Linked DNA regions of Mus musculus: all the other regions are linked to region 6. Evidence: chromatin contacts called from public Hi-C and promoter capture Hi-C data. All regions are on one chromosome and are shown on one strand. Each heading gives the region's core, a stretch centred on a gene start, on an enhancer-like site or on the middle of the called end of the contact. The rest is flanking DNA. Distances are from core to core; before and after follow the strand shown. Region 1 has its middle 80 kb from the start of Gm31698. Region 2 has its middle 11 kb from the start of Gm39332. Region 3 has its middle 57 kb from the start of Gm4791. Region 4 has its middle 5.3 kb from the start of Gm31756. Region 5 overlaps Cadm1 (cell adhesion molecule 1). Region 6 holds the start of Cadm1 (cell adhesion molecule 1).

Region 1 (2,700 bases), core at 18-2,517, 430 kb after region 6:
AGGGAGGGAGGGAGGGAGGGAGGGAGGGAGGTAGGGAGGGAGGGAGGGAGGGAGGAAGGGGTTTATTCTTACACTTCCAGGTCAAAATCCATCACTGAGGGAAGTCAGGAAAGTAACTCCCAGTTGGAACCTGGAAGCAGAAACCATGAAAGAATGCTACTTGCTGGCTTGCTGACTGGTTCATGCTTAGCAACCTTCCTTATATAACCCAAGACCACCTGCCTAGGGATGGTGCTGCCCACAGTGGGCTGGGCCTTGTTGTACCAACTAATAATTGAGGCAATCCATCCCCTAGGCATACCCAGAGATCTATCTGATCTAGGTAATTATTATGTCGATGCTTTCTTCTCAAATGACTCTATTCTATACTACAATTGATTGCCATAGATACCACAGCTATAACCCTTTGGCAGATGCCTTTGATAGGAAGGTATTCCATACATCTCCATCCCAACATGAACAGGACACCATCACAGATACTCAATATGTGCTGTCTGGATAACAGGAAGATGGGGCATGATAAAACAAGGAAGTAGGCTGCTGTAGAAGAAGAGGACCAGGGAGGGGAAGGTGTGCTTGTTAAACAAGCACAGAGACTGTGGTGCTGAGGTCAAAGCCACGAGATTGGGATGTGTGTTTCAACATGGAGGGTGCTGATACAGAGGCAAATGATGACTTCCATCCTTCTCATTTTTTTCTCAGGACCAGCCCTGACCCTTGTTGGGTTTTAAGAAAAACATGTTGAAAGCAATAAAACTCAAAGCCTATCTCTAGCCTAGTGGGAACATGAGGCAGGAAAGAAAGCTAGGTGCTCCTGATTTGCCACAGCTCATGAATAATCTCACAGGCCCTGTTTCTGGCCTTTTGCCATTCATGGGGCAGGGAACTGAGGAGCAATGGACTCTTTCTTACTGCTGATTTAATTAAGTGTGGCCAGTCAGTGACAGGCTGACTCGGCACTGAGCCAAAGTACCAGGAGAATCGGTCATGTCATTGACGGGCAAGTTCGGCCTTGTGTTTGACCAGATCAGCTTGTCGTTGAGGCTACCTCAGGGCCTATGGATAGCAATTGATGCTACTGTGGTGCTAGGAGACACTGATAATTTGGTTAAAACCCATCAAGAAAAGAATAGATTGCTTATCCTATTCAATTTGACAGTAGCTACAACATTAGTGGTAGCAAGCATTTGATATCATATGGTCCAAACAATGTTTGATGGCTGTTTTCTCTTCCATCTGGTTTCTGTTGACATGGTGCTGACACAGCTTAGGAGTGGTTTGGAGACAGGTGGACTTTCTGTTTAGTTCACCTTTGCCATCTGTAATGAAGAGAGGTATCTTCCTCATGACATCCCCCCACCCCCACCCCAGCTAAAGCCTACCCAACCTTCACCCAGACATCAGGAACAGCTGTCTCCTGCAGAAGGAGGCTGACTCCAGGTGGGCACTCAGCAGCAAAGGCAGGTGAGGTAATGAGTGACAAGGAGGGCCTTTTCCAGGAGGCAGAGGCCATCAGAGGGGTGAGTAGGTTAGCATATGCCGGGCCTTCCTTGGCTCCTGGCTGTTGCACATCCGTGCAGCTTGCCTCTCAGTGTGAGATCAGATTTGCATTTCCACCTAGTCCCATTTTTCTGCCTTTTCTTCTCCACTCATTGACTGTGCATAACACAGTATTTGATGCCAGAGAAGAGTCAGAGACAGGTGACTGTCACCTCTACCTTCAAGGACCCAGTCAACCTCGGTTTGGAGTGAGGTAAAGATACAAAGCAACCATAGTGCAAAACCAGAAAGGGACAGGAAGGGACATGAAGGGGGTGCGGTGAGGGGTTTGGAGGTCAGGAGGGGGTAGAAAAGGAAGGAGATGGGAGAGAGAGAGAGAGAGAGAGAGAGAGAGAGAGAGAGAGAGAGAGAGAGAGAGAGAGAGAGAGAGGGAGGAAGGAGGAGGAGGAAGAGGAGGGAGAGAGGGAGGGAGGTGAGGAGGGAGGGAGGGAGGGAGGGAGGGAGGGAGGGAGATAGAGAAAGAAGGAAGGAGGGCGAGAGAAAAAGAAGAAGGGAGAGGGGAGATATATGTGTGAGTTCCATAGAAGAAATAGTGGCATATGATGGCAGGCCTAGGAGACCAGGCAAGATCAGTATGACTACAATCCCAGGCCAGAGCAGCCACTGGAAATGATAAGCAGAAAGAAAGGAGGGGAGAGAAGTGAGCATGTGGAAAGGGTTGAAACAGCAGAAGATTCAACTGAGAGGACATAAAGGGAGAGGAGTCACTGAGAGGATGTCATCCTAGTTAAGTTTTCTTCGAGTGCTGAGACCTGCACATGGGATGGACCCCATTGCTCATGTCTCTCATTTCATCCGAATCACATTTTCTCTCTTAGTGTGGGTACGTACAATGTTCAGGAGAGGATTGAGTTGTAAGAGAGTTGAGCCTTTGCCTTCTTTTATGGAATTTGTTCAGAAGGCTACAGGTTCCAGTCACAGTCTTTTGAAAATCCGCTACTGTTTGAATGAACAGGCAGGATTGGAGGGTCAGTACGCCCTTGCTGGTCCTCCTGCTGCCTTCTGCTGTGGCTCTCTGAGTCTAGATACTATATCTGAGTACTCTGGCCAACTGAAGGTTAGGGATGAGAGATTCGGGGAAGTTAGCTGTGCATTCAGGAGGCCTGTAGGATATATGTGGCTCCTGGCAGTCCTCGGGTG
Region 2 (2,700 bases), core at 113-2,612, 280 kb after region 6:
ATGTATTGTCATAGTAGTGTATGTATGGTATAATGTATTTATGTGGGTGTGTATATGTGGTGTGTGTGTTTATATGTGTGTGTTTGTGTGTGTGTGGTGTGAGTATGGTATAGTGTGTGGGCCATGTGTGAATGTGTGGTTTGTATCTATGTTTTGTATATTTTACGTGGTATATATATATGTATGTGGTGTTTATCTGTGTTGTATGCATTGTCTATGGTGTGTGTGTGTGTGTGTGTGTGTGTGTGTGTGTGTGGTGTACTGTAGAATGTGTGTGCCATGTGTATGTGGTATTTGTCTATGTTGTGTGCATGGTATGTGGTGTGTATGTTATGTAGTGTGTGTGTTTGTGTGTATGTGTGCATGTGGTTTACTGTATGTGTGCTTGTATGTGTGTGCATGTGTGTATCCATGCCTGTGCACATATGGAGATTATAGGAAACTTTAAAAGTTTCCTATAACCTATCCTCCGTGGCCTTATCCTCTTGCGACAAGATTTCTCATTGAACCTGGTACTAGTTGCCATCCAGCAAAGCCCAGTGACCCTCCTATCTCTGTTTCCCACAGTGCTTTGGTTACAGCTCTATGTAGCCATTTCTGGCTAGTTCATGTGGTGGTGGAATTCAAACTCAGGTCTTCATGCTTGCAAAGCAGGTGCTTTGATTCTCTGAACCATCTCTCTAAACCTTGGAGAATCCTTAAGATGGGTGCTGTAGTGTGGAGAAATGTCCTCAATGGGCTTACATGTTAAAGCTTGGTCTCACAGTTGTGACCCTAGAAGGTGGACATGGTACCAATTGGGAGGGTCCTAGGTCACTGAAGAAATATTCTTAATGGGAATTTGGAGACTCCCGTCTCTTCCTGTCTCTTTTGTACTTCATGGTTCCTATGATGGCTGATTTTGCCATGTTCTCATGCCACGGTGTGCTGTTTTGCCAGAGGTTCAAAACAATGAGCTGAGGTCACCCAACAATGGTCTACAACCTCCAAAGTTTCAAGGCGAGATAAACCTTTTCTTTTTGTAAGTCAGATGTCTCAGGTATTTTGTTACAGTAATGGAAACCTGAGCTAATGTAGTGACTAACACGAATATTGTTTTGGTTCCTCTTATCAGGCTCCACATTAGGTGGGGAGTCCTCAATTCATGTCTGGGTTGGCTTTCTCTTGCAGTGATAAATGTCATGGCCAAAAGCAGCTCAAGGAAGAAAGGGTTAATCTGGGTCACAAAACCTGGAGGCAGGAACTGCAGCAGACGGCATGAAGGAGTGATGTTTACTAGTTTGATCCTCTGGCTTGCTCGGCTTGCTTTCTTATATGACTCAGAGCCACCTGCCCAGGTCAGGCACCACCCACAGTGGACTTGGCCCTCCAGGCTCACTCATTAATCAACTAAACATCCCACGCAGTGGCCCACAGGACAATCTTTATAGAGGTGTTTTCTTAAGAGAGGTTCCTTTTCCCCTATAGTCCTGTTTTTAGTTTTGCGTTAACTTGACACAAAACAAACAAGGACAGTCCGTTTGTATGTTTTTGTTCTTTTTTTCCTTCTTCTTCTTTCTTTGTCTTAAGTTTACCTGTTCTCTCCACTGCTGGCTCTCAGGCTAAACCTGCCTGTGTCCTCTCCCTCTTCCATGTGGCAGCAAAGGATATTTAGGGACTAATTGGCCTTTGGTTAAACATCAAAGACCATGAAATTCCATCACCCGACTAAGGGAACCATGCAGCCCAGAATTCGCTTCCTCGAGGGCAGCTGCCTGCTGTCCTTCTGGCTGCATTCCCTTTATATCTGTGCCCTGAGTCCGATGCCAGTTTAAACAGTTCGTTTTATGTCTGAGAGTTGTTGCTGTAGCTATCCCTCGACGTTTATCAGGCTATCTAGCTGCAAGTAACAGAAACTTAATTTGAGCTATGTTTGCAAAGCGTATGTCAGCAGATATTACAGGGAAATCTCACTTTTGTGAGTGTGTGCACGTGTGTCTGTGTGTACGTGTATGTGTATGTGTAGGTGAGTGTATGTGAACTTATATATAATGTATATCTATATGTGGGTGAGAATGTTTGTGAGTGTATGTGGTTATGTGTGAGTGTGTGAGAATGTTTGTATATGAGGTTTTATTGGTATTTGTGTGTGTGTGTGTTTGTGTTTAAGAGTGTCTTGTGTAAGTGTGTATGTAATATGTCAGTATGTAGGAGTTTGACAGGAAGTGTGTATAAGTGTATGTATGAGTGTATGTGCATACACGTATACATGTATATATGTCTCTGTGTGTGCAGACGTGTGCCATAGTGGGTACATGAAGTCAGAGGACAATGCTGGATGTGGGTCCTCACCTTCTACCTTGTTTTGATGCACAGCCACCTGTTCCTGTGGTGCACCCAGGCTGTGGCCTGTGAGTGCAGAGTGATGCCTTCGTCTCCACTGTCCACTTCTTTGATGGACCTACTGCTGTTGTGGACTCCTGTGCTACTGCCTCCAGCTGGTCACATGGGTTATGAGAACCCAGACTTAGTTAGCTTGAGCATCAAGCGCTTTACCTTCTGATCCATCTCTTCATCTGGCCATCAGGATCCATTGTCCCCAAGTGCACAGTCTGTACATTTCTGCTGGACTTCATCAGGTCTGTGTGTGGAGAGACTTTCTCCAGATGGCAGTGTTATGTTGTTAGCCTCCCTCAACAGAAGACAAGAAACATCCCAGCA
Region 3 (2,700 bases), core at 84-2,583, 470 kb after region 6:
GGATCACCGAAGTGAGGGATGTGAGTATCAGTTTAAAATGTCATCATTCCTGTCTGGCTATTACAGTGGGACCTGCTTATGTGGTCCCAGCTGTGTCATGATTGTCCCACTTCAAGCATGACGAACTTAACCATGTCCTCACCTGCACCCCCTCTGCACACTGATATTCTGCTGTTACCCAGCTGGCTCCCCATTGTTCCTTTAGGACATGTGAGATGTCTTCCTTCTGCCTTTGTTCCCTCTGTGTGTAAACCCTGAGCACCCTCTAATGTCTTCTCTCTCTGCCTAGCCAGAACTCCCTGACCATCGTTTCTGGATATGCAGGCGTCCTCCTGCTGTTTGAATACTGAGGTTCATGGGGATCGATCCCTTCTCTCTAGTCCTACAGTTACCCCAGCTAAGGACTGCTTGTATTATTGGTAATAAGAAAACAATAGCACACAATTTCAAAGCATCGTCTCTTTGGTTTTTTTCTTACTCTGCTCAGTTCTGGAGAGCATGGGTATCTCCAAGGCACTGATGAGGAAAGGCTAAGGAGGTAGCTTAGCCTTGTGCCCACACCCTCTACTTGTAGCCTATTGGCTGTGGTCTGGATGTCATCTTAAAGGTTCATATGTGATTTGTTGGATGTCATCTTAAAGGTTCATGTATGATTTGTTTGTTTGTTTCTTTAAAAAAAAAAAAGAACAGCACTGTTGATTTGAAAACCACCACATTTTTATTTTATTTTTTAAATTTTATCCTCATGAGAAGTGTATGGGCCTGTGAGATGAGGAATAGCCACATTACAACTTGAGTCTCAGAGATATTCAAATTAAGGGACACAGAAAGAGGAGAGAGAGAGAGAGAGAGAGAGAGAGAGAGAGAGAGAGAGAGAGAGAGAGAGAGAGAGAACTCTTTAATGTCTACCAGGAGCTGGTTTCTGATTGTCTGATTGCTAGCATTTGCCAAAGTCTCACGTTTCCTGGGTCTGAATCCAGCATGTTCACAAGGGGTGTGGTTTACCTTGGGTGTATGAGGTGACACCTAAGAAGCAGAAACTGCCTCTGTAACATTTCCATCTGTTGTTCATTTTTTTGGAGTGGAACATCCGTGTGTGCACACAGTAGGTAGTTACCTCCTACTAGTCTTGGCAGGTTTGTGGTGATCCACTCACCTTCTGCCTTTCCCAGGCAGCACATGACCAGAAGCTGAGTGATTTACTAGGCTGGGCTAGGTATCAGGGCATTTTATGTAATTAAAGGGATGCCTGCGCTCTCCCTTTCATTTGCTGTTGAGACGGTGATGAATCATATTATTAGCCCAGAAGATGGGGTAAGAGGACGCGGCATTGTTCTGAACCTGCCTCCTGAGGAATGATCTCTGCACTGCAGGGATGTGAATTCTGTGCTCCATCGCACACAGCCTGTGCTCTCTGCCTCCCTACTCACCATACCTAGGTTCCAGGGATGAGATACTCCTACTCAGAAGAAAGATTAGATGTCCCCTGACTGTCCTGGCCACACTCATGGGGATTTCTCCTCATCCCCAACCTTATGGACTCCTAGACTAGGGGAATCCAAGGACCACTTTCAGGTAGGAAAAATGAGCAGTATCCATGAGCAGACTCACAAAGAGAGAGAGAGAGAGAGAGAGAGAGAGAGAGAAAGAGAGAGAGAGAGAAGAAAGAAAAGTCAAGGTAAAATTGTTTCCAAATTGAATGTTTTTCACTATTTTCTATGTGGTTTCTGTGCTGTTCCAGATGACTCACTCTCAGGGGCTTCAGAAAGGCTGTAAATAGAATGGATTGCTTTTAGGGACATACTCTGATAGTCCGCTTCTCATGAAAATATATGCTAATGCATGTAGACTATCATTATTGGGGAGACCTATGTACCGACTCTTTTATGTCTACCAGGAGCCGTTTTCTGATTGCTAGCATTTTGCCAAAGTCTCTGTCATGCGTGGGTTGAATATCTAGCAGAAAGAGGCAGATTCAGCCAAGGCTACCTGCTGTGTCTCTCCTAGGCTGGGATTGGAGGGGGGTCCTGCTTTGCCTGAGAACTTTTCTTCCTCAATGAGCGGCATAGAAAGCACGCATCTTTGTTTAAGCACTCAGAAAGCCAAGCCAGTCCAAGACTCACCTAAATTCTGGGACTTCAAAAGTCAGCAAGAGGCAGAGGTGGTTACCCGCGTGGCCCAGCAGGGTGTGGGGCCACATCCAACCCGATAGGGGGCGCCAACTCCAATGTGCCACCTCCAACGGCTCTTCTGACCAAACCGGGGCTCTTTTGTGAGATATCTTCCTACCTGCCCTGCCAGCCACTTTCCGCATCATCTTCTGTTATGGCAAAGTGGGTTAAACAGGGCTCGGCTTTGCAAGGAACACAGCCAACAAATGAGATATCAAACATAGCTTCCCACGGAAGAGATCAGACTCTGGTGGGCACACACGCCGGCTCTCTGCTGGAGCTCCTTGGCTCTGCAGCCAGCTTCATTTAGCATTCATAAATACTTTTGAGTATTCCCGAGCACACAGCCGCCAAAGGAATCTCACTCTGGATCAGGGGCATTCAACGTAACAAAGTGGGAAAATGTGAACATGATGAAGGACAGAAAGGAAGAGGCTGTGAAGAAAACCTGAGGCTTCAAGTACTGGGTGTAGCTATGACTAGAAGACAGGCTCTCCATCTTTTGATTTCTGGTCCCTGGCCTGGTGAC
Region 4 (2,700 bases), core at 98-2,597, 300 kb after region 6:
ATATCTCTAGATCACTGGCACTCAACCTGAGGGTTGCGGCCCTTTTGGGGGTTGAATGACCCTTTCACAGGGTTGCCCAAGACAATCAGAAAACAGAGATATTTACATTATGATTCATAACAGTGGCAAACTTACAATTATGGAGTAGCAACCAAAATAAGTTTTAGGGTTCTTTCCGTGTCTGTTCTCAGCACAGTTCCAAAGGGGAGATATCGTTATGACCATCTTACAGAAAGGGAAACTGGGGCTTAGTGAGGCCTTCAATGGGTCCAAGGCCTCACAGCCAGAAAGCAGCGAGCCTATGTCTCTTCTTCAGTTAGTCTGAGTCCAAAATGTCTCTTTTTAATCACTGCTAGAGCTAAAACATCCCAGATACCAGAAGAAGGTCAGGAGGATGATGGGCCTTTAGGAAGTGAAATACTGGATTCACAGTTGAATGGGGGAATGGATAGAAGGAGAGTAGGCAGACACTGGACAGATGAATGAATGAATGAATGAATGGTAGAACTGGGTTATCGGGGAAAGCAGGCTTTGTGAGAGACAGTGTCAGGAGAGCATAGGTGACACACAGGCAGGGCTGACACTGTGCTGACCCTTGATGTGCAGACTGGAGAATCAAAACAAATGCTGTCTGAGTGCTGAGTCTAGCTTTCTCGTGCCAGTGAGTTAGTCCTTTGGCTTTTCTGTGAAAAGCTAGGCTTCCCGTGGATCATCATTTGTGTTATTTTCTGGGACTGTAAGCAGTAAACCGAAAGTCGGGCGTCCGATGCTTAATTCTGCCTTCACAAGCAACTTGCTCATGAGCATGTCTGGTTATCTGTTGCACCTCTGCAATAAGCATGCTTAGTGGGGCATTTTGCCAAATCTCTCTCTTTTAGCCCGTGTCTGATGTTCTGAGGGAGGCAAGTGAACTCAGGTCTTTGCTCCTTGGTTAACTCAGCTTCATTAGTGCCCAATGCTGAAGTTTCACCTCTTAGAAACAGGAGCAGTCTCCTCCTTCTTGGTTGTCTCTGGAAATGTGATCACGCCATTGGATGCAGGGCTGGCCAGAACTCCTCCTTGGCAGCCAGTCTTCACTGGTGGGAGACGGTGTTCCTCAGAGACAGCTTGTCTGCTGTCTCTTCAAAGCTTCCTGTATATGGGAAATGAAAAGATGCTCTCCGCATCCTGCCTGCTCCTTGCCAGGCTGGTCCCTGCCCTTCCTATGAGGTTCCAGGAGTCTGTGACATTATCTGCCAACTCCCAGGAAAGGCTCCGGACGATGGCGTGGAGCCCTGGAGATGATGAATATGCAGCAAGAGGTGCCGTGCCAGGTAGGGAAGCTGCAGTGCCGCTGTGAGAGAGTGAGCTGGGCCAGCTCCACAGGCCAGACAGTGCCAAGACCTGGCAGGGATGTGTGAGGTTGATTCTGAGCAACCTTGGTGAAGGCCTGGCACGGGTGGGCCTCTTTCCCAGCCTGAGGAGTTAGGAGCCTCCATATGTGGTCTGGATTCTCCGATGTTGAGGATTCAAGAGTTGCACATCCCCATGGCGTCTAATCATTCTCAATAGCTACAGTAAAACTATCCAACGTTGCCATTAACTCTGCCCATGTTCAGTACAGACAGCTTGCAACCAGCTGTTCTGGTACTATTGGCTCTGACCTACAGTGAATCTGATAAGCCCCTAGTGGCCAAAGAAAGTTGAGAGCAAATTATGTTTGCATCACTGACCTCCGAGGCTGTGGATGATATGTAGAGGTGCCTGGTCTGTTCATTTGCCTGCAGGCAGAACTGGACATTAGGCGGCCCGGACCAATGAGAGTCTAAGTCTGTTTTCTCTGGGACTTAGAAACCTTTGCTCATTAAGGACAGTCCACGCGTCTTCAGCATCTAGTATTCTTCAACCTGGACACAATTCTCACCTAGAGCTCACCCATATTCCTCCAGCTTCCATTAATTCTTTAATTGATATTTTGGGGATGTGGAGAAAAGAGCCTACTGTGCTTTGCATATAGTCTGATGCTGGGGCCTTCTCTAAAGGGCTTTTAGAACTAAGTGTACATCTCCCTTCCAAAGGTAGGCTCAGTGACATCACATTGCTATCTTACAGTGGGCTCTGGTGTGAATATTTACACTGCAGAAATAGGCAAACATGGTCAAGAAGCTCCTCACCTGTGATGGTTAATATCGACTATCAGTTTGACAGGATTTAGAGTTTCCTGGGAGACAAAGTTCCAGACACACCTGTGAACACTTACCTAGAGTGTATTAACTGAAGAAGGCCACTCTGAATGTGGGTGACACTATCCCACAAACTGAGGTCCAGAACTGAATACACTGGGATAATCAAACTGAGCTCAGACATCATCTCTCTCTGCTTTCCGACAGTGGGTGCAGTGTGAACAACTTCCTCGAGTCCCTGCTTTATGACTTCCATGTCATGATGACTGTACCCTAAAACCGAACTGTGAGCCAAAGCCAACCCTTCCTTCCTTTGGCCTCTGCTTCAGTATTTTGCCACAGCATGAAGACAGCCCCTGCACTGAGGTCATATGCTATCTGCTCAACTGGAACTAGCATGAAGCTGGTTATGCACAGCTATAGTCCCTCACAGAGCCTGGCTGAGCTTGACCCTTTGTGTGCTTCATTTGAGTTCCTTTAAGCAAAGCTCACTCACTGAAAGGTCTGTGATTCCTAATAAAACAGAGGTGGTGGCATG
Region 5 (2,700 bases), core at 119-2,618, 270 kb before region 6:
AACACTACAAATACTAGTTCAATTAATTAGGACTTGAATCCACAAGACACAAAAGAAGCCAGGCCCAGTCACAGCTCAAATCTTGTCTACTATGCAACATGGAGGATTCCAGCTTAAGGGAAGACGTACATGCCTCCCTTTCTTTTTACGGCTTCTCCCTCTGTCTCCTTTCAAGTAGGACAGTCAACGGGCACAGTGAGGGAAATTTCGTTTCCCTCTGAACACCATTTGTAAAGGAGACCCTAGCTTGTATGGGATTTCACCACCAGTCACATAGCTCTGCTCATGGCCTGGTGACATGCATTTATCTTAGATGGGGCAGAGAGCTCATCCCATAAACCTTCTTTGTCCAAAATTGGCCAGGATGAGAACAACTGAGGCTACTAAAGAGTACTCAGACCAATGTCCCCTCCAGCCTCCTAACTGGGGACAGTGTGAGGGCTGTGGGGTCACTATTTCCTGGTGATTCTGTTGATCCCCGATGATATCCTGAAGAAATCTTAGCTTACAAAGGAGATGACATTAAAAAGAACAATGGTATATTTAATTTTTTTTAGATTAAATCACATAATAAAATACATAATTTTATGGCTTTTAACATACAGATCATAGTCAGGTTCAAACAATAACGTGGCCTAAGGAAAATAGGTCTTATCAGTGATTGAAGAAATTAGCAGAACTCTATTGGGCAGATGAAATCCTTATATTGCAAGCAAAATGTGGTGATTGATTTAATTCACCCCTCTCCACCCCACAGTGTACTGATATTAAAGGAGGTTTTAGGGATTAGTGACCCTATAAAGGTGATAACTTCAGGGACTTGAGTCAACTTAAAGGGGAGGAGGGGAGAAGTGCACTGTTATTCCTTCTGGGTATCTCAGTAACTCAGTGTCTACACAGATGAAGGATCCTATCCTTTCCCTTAGACAGCGATGCCTGGCTGTAGAGAAAGAACCGCTGTGAGGGACTGGAGCTAAGCTCCCACCACTCACTGAGAGCGGACTTGGGGCCTAAGGCACCGGAGCCTTGGGGGCAGGAGGCCTCTGATAGGGAAGGGCTAATAGTGTTCAAGGAGACTCATGTTGGTTGGGAACGAAGACTTGCTGGCTGATTCCACAAGCACAACACAGATCTGGGAATAGAATGATATTCATAGACTGAAGGGCCAGGTGACTTTCTTAAGTTCCAAGAGTCTTAATTAAGATAGAAAACTAGACCCCCCCCCCAATTCCCTTTCTGAATTATATAAAGTGCTGCAATGTATAACCTTCCTTTATACAAGATGTTTTTCATCTCTCTCTCTCTCTCTATCTATTAAAAGCATCAAGAACGTAATGTTTATATAATTTTAGTTGAGGGAAAGGCTGTCGTGATGAAATGATCAGTAGCTGCAGTCTCATCTTTGGAAGGTGTTCCAGTGCCTCTCCTGAAGAGAGGAGCCCACAGCATTTTGTTAGATTGGAGCCAAATGGATTCAGATACAGACCTGTATTCATTTTCCTTGAAGGACAAATCCCTTTTGAGTCTACAGAAAATGAAAACAAGGCTAGGAATCATTACCACATTTTCCAGGGTAGGAGGCAGACGGCTTGAAATATTCTGTATTTGGCAGTGAATGCAATTTTGTAGGTGGGAGGGGCTATTCTCTATTTAAAAGATACTCCGGGAAACTACTTAAAGGGTTTAGGGGTGGAAACTGGGTGGATATCCACTCAGGACTCACAAAGGAGCTAATGTATTATTAAAGCTAATGGGCCCCTACAAGGAACGTTAATGGATATTAAGTTTGCTTAAATGAATTACATATTAACAAAGTCACAAGAAATCTAGTATCTGCCAATTTAGATAATATCTGATCATTTCTGTTTTCCCATTATAGGGACATTACACCACAATAGTTTTAGTGATATGAAAATTATAAGCATGATGCTCCTAATGAAGCTATATAATGAAGTAGAGGAAATGAATTAACAAGAAAAACCTACACTCTGTAATGTAAATTGAGCCATGCTCGAAGGGCAAGAAGAGGTTGGGACAAGATGGTCTCTTATAAGCAAGTTTATAACTTGTTCTACTTGGACAATTTAAATACACAATAAAAAGGGTAGCAGCTGAAAAATGGCTTCCAAAGGCAAATTCAAGCCCCAAGAACCCATGCATATGGCCTAGTTTGGAAAAGACACTTTGCACGTGCAGTCTTGAAGATCTTAAGATGAGAAAACTCTGGATCATTTGGGTGGGCTCTAAACTCAGCGACACTGTGTCTTATGTGACACCCAAGCCTCCTGAATGATGGCTGGCAACAGGCTCTGAAGCGTCACCCAAGACCGTCAGAAAATACAGATACTCATATTACAATTCATAACAGTAGCAAAAACTACAGTTATAAAGTAGCAATGAAAATAATTTTAGGGTTGGTGGGTCACCACAACATGAGGAACATAATGGGTCATAGCACTAGGAAGGGTGAGAAGCACTGCCCTAACTCCTTGGGGAAATTCGCAGAGCACTTGCCATCTAAGAAGCAGAAAGGACTCTCTAAGGTCTTGGAGGGAAGGTGGCCCAAATAAGCCCCCAATTTGCTCCTTTGGTATTTAGAATTGTGAGTGGATCTCTGTGGTTTTGGGACAGGTCTGTGACACTGCCAATTGACATGGCAGCCCTAAGGCACTAACATAAGAACTCCCACAGTTGGCAATG
Region 6 (2,700 bases), core at 183-2,682:
CCACTTGTTGCTCCCAGGTCCTGCAGCTCGGAGCTGCGAGGGGTTTTGCAGGCACAGAGCCCTAGCGCATCCCCTCGCGCAGAAGCCCTCTCGCCACCGCCCGGTGCAGCTCGGTCCCGCCGGTCGCCAGGAGGCAGCGGCAGGCGGTACAGCAGCACGGGGACACCGTGCGGCGGGCAAGAGCGGCGAGGTGGCGGGAAGGCGGTCGCAGCGCGGCCGGCCTCTCCGGTGGGGAAGAGCTCCGGCTCCCTTTTGTTAGCAAATGCAAACACTGCCCTCTTCTTTCGCGACCGCGCCAACGCGCCCCGCACCGGGGCAGCCACACGCGGGGCTCCTGCCAAGCGCTCGGCGTCTTCAGGGAAGGCGCGGCGCTCGCCGAGCCGCCGCCACCCGGGCAGATTCTCAAGACGGCCGGCCACGCGGGGAGCGCCCCGAGGCCCGCAGGGCGCACGCCGGGCCGCAGAGGCCGCGAACGCCCCCGCCACCACCTGCGGGCCGCTTGCCCGAAGGACGCGCAGCCGGGAAATCCCGGATCCCCACTCGCGGCAGAGGCCTCGGTGGCGCGGACAACCTGCGGGCTCCAAGAGCCCTCCTGCAGCGGCGGCGACGAGCGGCCGCCCCCGAGCCGGGAACTTTCCCTGCCTGGATTCCAGCCAAGCCGACCCGCAGCCTAGCGGAGGGGGCCGAGGGGCAGCGTTCGGCTGGAGGGAAACACGAGAGGCGTGCAGAGCTCTCGGGCGGGGGACCTGGCTGCAGAGCGCGGGCAAGCCGGGAAGAGGACACGACGGTGGGGATGTCCTGGGGACCCGCGAAGGAGAAAGCTTCGGGGAATGGAGAATCGATCGGGGGGGCGAGCTGGAACGGAGGGGGCGAAAGCTTAGCCCAGGGACACAGGAGGACCTGCAAGTTCCAGGGACGAGAGCGAGTTTCGGAGGGTCCGGAAGGTTCGGGGCGCCTCCGAGGGCTCCCCTTCCCCCCACGCGCTAGCCCCCGGCCCCGAGCCCACTCCACTCAGCACCCCGCGCTACGCCAGGAAGAAGAGGTGTGGGTGCAGCCATCCCTGAGGGCGCCCATCCGCAGCCGGCGGATAGGAGAGAAGGGGCGCCGACCCCTCGGCCCCTTCCATCGCAGCCCCGACTTTCCTTGCCACGCTCCCGCCGCTTTGGATTTAGGAAGTGGGGGAAGGTTGTCATGGAAACGTCCCCCCTTCCATAGCTACGGCTCCTGGGGGTGCCCGGGGGGGTTTTCGGGACCAATCCGCGGGTGCCCACAACCTACCTGTGGGGATCAGTGCCGCGGCCGAAAGGAGCAACAGCAGGAGCCGGAGCCGGAGCCCTGGAGGCGCCGCCGCCGCCGCCACAGCCGCTGCCGCCGCACACTGGGATCCGCTCGGCAGCACAGCACTCGCCATGTCGGGCACCTGCCTCAGACTGGCGGCGGTGGCTGCCTCCCGAGCCCGAGCGGACAGCTAATGAGATGCTAATGAGATGCGCTGGAGGCGGAGTCAGGAGCGACCAATCGTGGCACCTCGAGCCCAACCCGGCTCTCCGAGAACTAGCCCCCTCCCCCACCCCGCCCCCTGGCGCTAGCGTTCGGCCGCGCGCCCGCGCCACCTAGGGGCGGGGCCGAGGGGCGGGGCCTATGCAAATATGTTTACGTTAAAATTCGGCCTCGCTTCCCCGAAGGAGGAGAACCTGTACTGGCCCGCGTCCGGCTCGGTGGCTGGGGAGGGGGTTGCGGCTTCAGGAGGCGGGTCTCTCGCTTTCGTGCACCTTTACTAGGAACCTTTACGCCACTCGCCGCGGCGGACTCCTGGTCGGAGAGTCTGACCGCGAGATTCCTGGGCCGGGGCACTGCGTGGGCATCGGCCTATCGAAGTCATACGTTACAAAATTTCCTTTCCCTCACCTTGCACGAAGGAATAAGATCTTTGGGAAACCCGGGAGTGGAGAGTGCGAATGCAGGTCCCCGGATTGACAAAACAATCTGAGAGAAGTGCATGCGTGCTTTGCACGTCCGGCGGAGCAGGAGAGCCCGCTCAACAGCCTAGCGGCAGACTAGGGGATAGTTGGAAGACTGAAGCTGTGGAGTCGGGGTTCTGGGATTTTCAAGTGGATGTTTGGCTGTAGATTCTGGGGAAAGGTAAATCAAGGTGGGTGTGCTCAGGCTTCCCAGCTTGTTGGAAGTGTCCTTCCCATGTTTAGTAGATTATAGCATATAAGTAATATGGAATATTTAAGATTACACGCACACAAAAGCAAAAAAAAAAAAAATCTACCGGTCAGGGTCGTGGGGAAGGGAATGTAGGGAACCGAGGCAGTGATAGAGTCAGTCGAGTTCCTCTTCCAGGGCTCGGTTCAATTCCCTTCTCTCCTATGCTTCCAGTCCTTTCTAAGGCATCTAGAGACCAACAGGTCCTCACTTTAGTTGTGTCTCAGAGAGGTTCTCCCGCTGACGGGACTTGCATGCATCTCTGGACACACTTCCTCCCTCCCCGAAATTATCTTTGATTTCTTTTCAACAAGGCAGCCGGCTCTCTTGTTTGTCTGCCTTTTAATTACTTATTTTCTTTCCCTCTAGAAGACCGTGTGTGCTCTGACCCTCTGTTGCTCAAGCATCAAATTGAAGGACGAGCCGTATTAAGTGTAAAGGTTTATAATAATTTAAGTATTCATAGAATGCAGAACAATAAGATGTAGG

What was found. Promoter capture Hi-C pulls out the DNA fragments that hold promoters and counts their contacts. A called contact is a pair of places that touch in the nucleus more often than the background predicts.
Region 1: a Hi-C map of cerebellum shows a contact between it and region 6, with 2.1 times the contacts expected there. The contact joins the enhancer-like site here to the promoter of Cadm1 in region 6. A contact is called at or near these places in 3 of 484 Hi-C or Micro-C datasets (cerebellar granule neurons, cerebellum and cortical neurons) and 4 of 115 datasets of contacts at active chromatin or transcription factors (craniofacial prominence, embryonic forebrain, embryonic hindbrain and 1 more).
Region 2: a contact with region 6 is called in a Hi-C map of liver, with 2.4 times the contacts expected there. The contact joins the enhancer-like site here to the promoter of Cadm1 in region 6. A contact is called at or near these places in 4 of 484 Hi-C or Micro-C datasets (the Patski cell line, cerebellar granule neurons, cerebellum and 1 more), 8 of 115 datasets of contacts at active chromatin or transcription factors (craniofacial prominence, embryonic forebrain, embryonic hindbrain and 4 more) and 1 of 9 other capture datasets (liver).
Region 3: a contact with region 6 is called in a promoter capture Hi-C map of hippocampal neurons, with 2.4 times the contacts expected there. The contact joins the enhancer-like site here to the promoter of Cadm1 in region 6. A contact is called at or near these places in 1 of 39 promoter capture datasets (hippocampal neurons), 1 of 484 Hi-C or Micro-C datasets (the N1E-115 cell line) and 10 of 115 datasets of contacts at active chromatin or transcription factors (SST interneurons, astrocytes, craniofacial prominence and 7 more).
Region 4: a Hi-C map of cerebellar granule neurons shows a contact between it and region 6, with 2.5 times the contacts expected there. The contact joins the enhancer-like site here to the promoter of Cadm1 in region 6. A contact is called at or near these places in 1 of 484 Hi-C or Micro-C datasets (cerebellar granule neurons), 1 of 115 datasets of contacts at active chromatin or transcription factors (neural tube) and 1 of 9 other capture datasets (liver).
Region 5: a contact with region 6 is called in a Hi-C map of cortical neurons, with 2.2 times the contacts expected there. The contact joins the enhancer-like site here to the promoter of Cadm1 in region 6. A contact is called at or near these places in 1 of 39 promoter capture datasets (hippocampal neurons), 2 of 484 Hi-C or Micro-C datasets (cortical neurons and ventral hippocampal neurons), 4 of 115 datasets of contacts at active chromatin or transcription factors (bone marrow-derived macrophages, embryonic forebrain, forebrain and 1 more) and 2 of 9 other capture datasets (adipose tissue and pancreatic islet).

Annotation. Positions count from the first base shown.
Region 1 is chr9:47,102,383-47,105,082 of GRCm38.p6, reverse strand. No RefSeq gene overlaps it. Among named protein-coding and RNA genes, the nearest start is that of Gm31698, 80 kb to the left of the region's middle. Within about 2 kb of position 1,267, at least 6 of the 459 cell types and tissues checked have an H3K27ac peak or open chromatin away from gene starts, as enhancers often do. A contact at or near this core is called in cerebellum, where this site is marked.
Region 2 is chr9:47,253,088-47,255,787 of GRCm38.p6, reverse strand. No RefSeq gene overlaps it. Among named protein-coding and RNA genes, the nearest start is that of Gm39332, 11 kb to the right of the region's middle. Within about 2 kb of position 1,362, at least 19 of the 459 cell types and tissues checked have an H3K27ac peak or open chromatin away from gene starts, as enhancers often do. A contact at or near this core is called in liver, where this site is marked.
Region 3 is chr9:47,054,289-47,056,988 of GRCm38.p6, reverse strand. No RefSeq gene overlaps it. Among named protein-coding and RNA genes, the nearest start is that of Gm4791, 57 kb to the right of the region's middle. Within about 2 kb of position 1,333, at least 3 of the 459 cell types and tissues checked have an H3K27ac peak or open chromatin away from gene starts, as enhancers often do. A contact at or near this core is called in hippocampal neurons, where this site is marked.
Region 4 is chr9:47,225,643-47,228,342 of GRCm38.p6, reverse strand. No RefSeq gene overlaps it. Among named protein-coding and RNA genes, the nearest start is that of Gm31756, 5.3 kb to the left of the region's middle. Within about 2 kb of position 1,347, at least 5 of the 459 cell types and tissues checked have an H3K27ac peak or open chromatin away from gene starts, as enhancers often do. A contact at or near this core is called in cerebellar granule neurons, where this site is marked.
Region 5 is chr9:47,800,264-47,802,963 of GRCm38.p6, reverse strand. All of the region lies in intron 5 of Cadm1 (cell adhesion molecule 1), which reads right to left. Gm10677 (predicted gene 10677) reads left to right here. Exons shown (of 3, transcript NR_046048.1): 3 at 1,880-2,700. Among named protein-coding and RNA genes, the nearest start is that of Gm10677, 17 kb to the left of the region's middle. Within about 2 kb of position 1,368, at least 4 of the 459 cell types and tissues checked have an H3K27ac peak or open chromatin away from gene starts, as enhancers often do. A contact at or near this core is called in cortical neurons, where this site is marked.
Region 6 is chr9:47,529,084-47,531,783 of GRCm38.p6, reverse strand. It overlaps Cadm1 (cell adhesion molecule 1), which reads right to left and starts at 1,432. Exons shown (of 11, transcript NM_207675.2): 1 at 1,279-1,432. The coding sequence starts at 1,411.